2 separate regions of the Zea mays genome follow, and region 2 is linked to region 1. A link is a contact called in public Hi-C data. All regions are on one chromosome and are shown on one strand. The core of a region is the stretch at or near the end of the contact, and the rest is flanking DNA. Distances in the headings are between cores, read along the strand shown. Region 1 holds the start of LOC103650745 (BTB/POZ domain and ankyrin repeat-containing protein NPR5). Region 2 holds the start of LOC606449 (pyrroline 5-carboxylate reductase).

Evidence for each region. Hi-C and Micro-C count contacts between places; a contact is called where the count stands out from the background.
Region 2: a contact with region 1 is called in a Hi-C map of leaf, with 5 times the contacts expected there. The contact joins the promoter of LOC606449 here to the promoter of LOC103650745 in region 1. A contact is called at or near these places in 2 of 25 Hi-C or Micro-C datasets (leaf and tassel).

Annotation. Positions count from the first base shown.
Region 1 is chr3:152,084,763-152,087,462 of Zm-B73-REFERENCE-NAM-5.0, forward strand. LOC103650745 (BTB/POZ domain and ankyrin repeat-containing protein NPR5) reads left to right here and starts at 1,405. Exons shown (of 2, transcript XM_008676308.2): 1 at 1,405-2,685. The coding sequence starts at 2,155.
Region 2 is chr3:152,328,406-152,331,105 of Zm-B73-REFERENCE-NAM-5.0, forward strand. LOC606449 (pyrroline 5-carboxylate reductase) reads left to right here and starts at 1,354. Exons shown (of 7, transcript NM_001112317.1): 1 at 1,354-1,672; 2 at 1,824-1,872; 3 at 2,049-2,140. The coding sequence starts at 1,433.

The sequences.
Region 1 (2,700 bases), core at 155-2,654:
AAATTATAAATATATATAGTCTAATTATAAAAACTAATTATATAGAGACTAAACAACGAGACAAATATACTAGCTAAATCCATGATTAACAAATGTTTACTGTAGCATCACATGCATGACGACCAAATCATAGACTAATTAGATTTAATAAACTTATCTTATCGTTTAGTCATTATCTGTGTAATTAGTTTTGTAATTAAACTATATTTAATACTTCTTAATTAGTATTAGAACATCTAATGGGTAGGACTAAAATTTAGTTAGATGGATCCAAACGGGCTCAGACTGTTATCACCTTTTGCCCATATTTCTCCACCTTGTATTTTGACTTGCTACAAAAGCCTATGTGTGTATATATTAAATAAAAAATATTCCCTCTATTTTATTTATCACGTTTTAGTTAAAAATAAATTAGACAACAACAAATATTCAAAAACGAAAGTACATATAAAGATCAGAAGAAAGAAAATACGGATAGTTAGGAATTGTGATGTGTCACCCACCAGTTATTATTAGCAATATATAACGTGTTAACGCCGGCTTCCCCACAGTTTCTGCTGTAATATTTATTAATAGCGACACGCAACATATATATGTGCATGTGTGTCGTCGCTCGAACCACATATATATATATATATATATATATATATATATATATATATATATATATATATATATATATATATAATATTAATGTGTATGTGTATGTGTATACTAGCCTATAGCTAGTCGTTGATTAATCTAATCAAGCTAAGCATGAGTGCATGACTGTATGTCTCTAGTATAAAAATATATATCGAGCTGCATTTACATTATACAAAAACAAAATGCACGCAGAACATTTACATTATAGAAATTAATTAATTTATTAAATGGAAAATAAATAAATCAGCAGTATCACAACACGACATGGCTCCCTGCAGCAGAACATTTAATAGACATACATACAACCATGCAGGGGGGCCGGCCGGGAGCAGATAATTCATCAGTCCAGACATCAGTTGATCTGTGGCATTTAATTTACAGGCCAAACTGTCAAAGCTTGGAACTCTCTTAATTTCCGTCACACGCTATGTCTACATCCACTGAGAGTTAACTGTTTCCAAGGGCCCTGACGAACTGTACGCATGCATGTGCGTGCTCCCCGTCCCACACTGCAATAAGTCGATCGTCTCTGGCTTTGAAAATGATCTGCAATGTTTCGAAAAAGGATCTGCAATTTGAAACTAGCAAATGATGCTCTAAATTTTGTTTTTTTGTTTTTGTTTTTTTTAAACTTGTGTGCATATCTTAAACGCAGGCAGCATAGTGCACAGTGCATAGGATAGCAGAGAAAGCACCAATTATTTATGCCCCCCAGGCGGGCAGGAGCAGGACAGCCACCCACCCATATAAACATACGCTGATACGCACGCCTCAAACCCCTCACTGCGAGACAGCCTTCCCTTCCAAAAAAAAAAATCTCCATCGGCCTGGCCAGCCACCCACATACAGTAACAGTAGCCATCCCCAAGTCCACCTCTAGTCCCTCCTCTACCCGTCTCTCTTTTTCTCAAGAGCTACACGAGAGAGAGAGAGAGAGAAAAGGAGGGGAGAGAGGCACACAACGCTGCTGTGCTGCACACACAAACAAGTAGCAGTAGTGGAAGAAGCGAAGGGATCGGAGGAGGAGAGGAGAGGAAGTGTGGCCGGTGACAGACAGAAGAGAAGAAGAAGAACAAGAAGAGATGATGGTGGTGGTGAAAAGAGACGGGGATGATGCAGCACAGGCGGTGGCGGCTTCAGTTTGAGCAGCTGCGTGCAGAAGCTGAGCCAAGAAAGCAAGCAGCAGCTGCAACCGCTTCCAGTCCCCCCCCTGACTCTCCCAGCCAGCCGCCAGCAGGCTCAGTCGCCCAAGCAGCAAGCACCAAAGCGATCGATCGAGCTGCTCTCCGTCCGTGCTGGTCCCCCTCGCGCGCCTCTCCACTCCCCCCTCTCTCTCTCTCTTTCTCTGATCCATCCACCCAATTCGCCAGCTCCGCCGCCACCCTAGCTAGCTAGCAGCTAGAGTACAGAAGCGGAAGGTAGACCGCTCGGAGGCGGGAGGAAGGTCGACCGACACGAGTAGAGTCGAGCAGGCCGGCACAGCAGCTTGCCTCTCGACCGGCGGCGGCCATGGAGGACACCCTCAAGTCGCTGTCCATGGACTACCTCAACCTGCTCATCAACGGGCAGGCCTTCAGCGACGTCACGTTCAGCGTGGAGGGCCGCCTGGTGCACGCGCACCGCTGCATCCTGGCCGCGCGCAGCCTCTTCTTCCGCAAGTTCTTCTGCGGCGCCGCCGCCGCCGACCAGGCCGCCGCGCCCGGCGCGCTGCTGCTGGACCACCTCAGCCCGCGCTCCCCGTCCGGCGGCGCCTCCTCCTCCTCCCCGCGCGGCGGCGCCGGCGGCGCGGGAGCCTCCGCGGCAGCGGCGCCGGGCGCCGTCATACCCGTCAACTCCGTCAGCTACGAGGTGTTCCTGCTGCTGCTGCAGTTCCTCTACAGCGGCCAGGTGTCCCTGGTGCCGCAGAAGGGGGATCCCCGGCCGGGCTGCGGCGAGCGCGCGTGCTGGCACACGCACTGCGCCGCCGCCGTCGACCTCGCGCTCGACACGCTCGCCGCCGCACGCTCCTTCGGGGTCGAGGAGCTCGCGCTGCTCACCCAGGTAACCATACCAAAC
Region 2 (2,700 bases), core at 104-2,603, 240 kb after region 1:
AATTATAGCCGTACGCCGCCACATTTTCCCGAGAGTGGCCTTTTCACCGGAGTTCAGCCTGGCGCACCGGACATTGTCCGGTGCACCACCGGACAGTCCGGTGTGCCAGATTGAGCTGAGTCTTGGCTGTACCAAGCCAAGTCTTTTGCATCTCTTTTCTCTTCTTCTTTTCTCTGTTTCTAGAACTTAGACCATATATGTTAGTACACAAAAACCAATGTACTAAGTCTAGAAACATACATTCTCTTTGTTTTGCACTTCTTTCTTCATTTAGCACAAGGGAACTTAATTGAATGTGTTGAGCACTTAATCACCAAAACATACTAGAAATTGCCCAAGGGCACATTTCCTTTCAGCACCGAATCAACCTCCACTGCGGGAGGGATTGCTCACCGGAGCAGCCCCCGACCCGCCCGTAGCACATCCCCGTCGTTCACCCACCTCCGGTCTCTTTCTCATGGCTGGAGCGCCACCACAAGGTTTGCCGGGTCACCCCAACGGCGCTGGCCTGCCCCGGATGGTCCTAGACCCCCTAGAACTCGGGCCTGCCTCGTCTTCAGTGATTCCTCCGCCGCGGGCGTGAGCGGCGTCGCCCAAAGCCGACCGGAGCCATTAACCACCCCGGGCACCCGATCTCAACCGCCCACCCCTGATCCAATGGCATAGATCCTCAGATATCAATTCATGTCGGTTCGTAAAACCAAGATCCTCGATTCCCCATCCAACGGCTCAGAGCCCGTGCCTCTGCGCACCTATGCTCCTGGGCCCCACCTCTCGATCGCTTCGTAGGATGTTATTCTTTTGAGAAAGTTCAAACGTTCAAAAATTATTTATTTTAAGAACAAAATATACGCATCATGCATCTAGTATCGTAACAAATGCAACGATGCAAGCAAAATTGAAAATTGGCTTTCCATAAGAAAGTTATCATATATTAGTGCTAGTTTGAGAGCTACAAAACCAAAAAATCATCTTCTTATTCAAAATTGAATACGAAGTAGATTCTAGCCCATTCAATCCATTCATTTTCTGGTTTCTAAACTAGCCTTATTGTTTTTAAAAAAAAAGAAAACCCAAATAAATCAAAGTGGCCCACGAACACCCCCAGCTCCTCCTCCCAGTCCCACTGGCCCGAGCGCGACCCCACGTTGGATAAGCCAAGTAGAGTATCGTGGCAGGCTACACGTGTCCTACGAAAATCTGCCAAATCCGGGCGGTGACTGGCAGCCAGCGGGCCAGCTTTGCATCGCAGCCAGGCCAGGCCAGGCCCAGGCGGACCGTCGCCGTCGTCCGTCCAGTGAAGCTTTTACTATAAAGCCCCTGCTAGACCGCTAGAAACCACACGTCCGCCCCTGCCAGTTTGCGTTCGCCACCCGTCCAAAACCCCCCAACCAAAGCCCGCTCCGGCAGCCCCCACCCCACCATCGCGTCAATGGCGGCGCCGCCTGTCCAGCCTGTGCCAACCGCGGCGGCGGCGGCGGCGGCTGTGAACGGGGACGCGTTCCGTCTGGGCTTCGTCGGCGCGGGCAACCTGGCCGAGAGCATCGCCCGCGGCGTGGCGGCGTCGGGCGTCCTCCCGGCCTCCGCCATCCGCACCGCGCCCCACCGCCGCCCCGAGCGCGGCGAGGCCTTCGCGTCCTTCGGCGCGTGCTTGCTCCAAACCAATGCCCATGTATTCCCCCTCCACGCCCTCCTCGTCTCCCCCTTTCCCCTTTGCTCTCCGGGCCTCCTCTTGATTGCGCGCGCGTGTATTTGCTGCGACAATGCGACATCACCGTGAAAACTCCGCTCTTACGCGAATTTTAATCCCCGGTGCGTTCTAGGTTGTGGACGACAGCGATGTGATCGTCATCTCCGTGAAGCCTCAGATCGGTAAGTGTCGTTTTTTTTAGATTTTGCTTTCTGGATCTAAGGGATTTAATGGTGCAATCTTATCATGTTCAATTTCGTGCTCCATGAACAATCCATTCCCGTGCCCGATTTGTTCTCGTGGTATTTGTTTGCGCTTTCGTCCACTGTTTTTATGGCACACACACATCGAATTGCAGTGAAGCAAGTTCTACTTCAGCTGAGGCCACGGCTGTCAGAAAAAAAGCTTCTCGTGTCCATTGCTGCCGGCATCAAGATGCAAGATTTGCAGGTTAGCGCACGTTTGAAAATTTTACCATCTCTATCAATATGATGTATCCGAATGTGGTACAGCTAAAAGGGTCCAATAGAAGATGCATTGTTTCAAATATTTGTTGTTCCAGTTTACCGGGAATGATTGTTCAGTATGTAAAGCATCTGCTCATGCTCATTCCCAATTTCTTGATCAGACCTGAACAGAATACAAGAATTGTGTATTGGATGAATCACACCACCACGACAGTTTTGTCCTAAATTTATATTTGCAAGGTTCCTGTTTCCTACAATGTTAAATTCGCTGAGGGATTCTGCTTGTTGTTATAATTTTTTATCTGTTGGGTGTAACAAGGCCAAGATTGCATTCTCTCGGTAAAAATTGGCATACAGATCTACAATTTGCAGTACATGGAATTATTTGTATGACTATATTTGTTGTGTTCAAACAGTTTTCTAATAGATCCAATTGAATTGCTCATTTTATCTCAGTTATTTGGTAGTTCTTACTTTACCATTCAGCATCTCATTATGACAATTGCCACTAAAACTGCAGAAAACAACAGTTTACCACCGTTA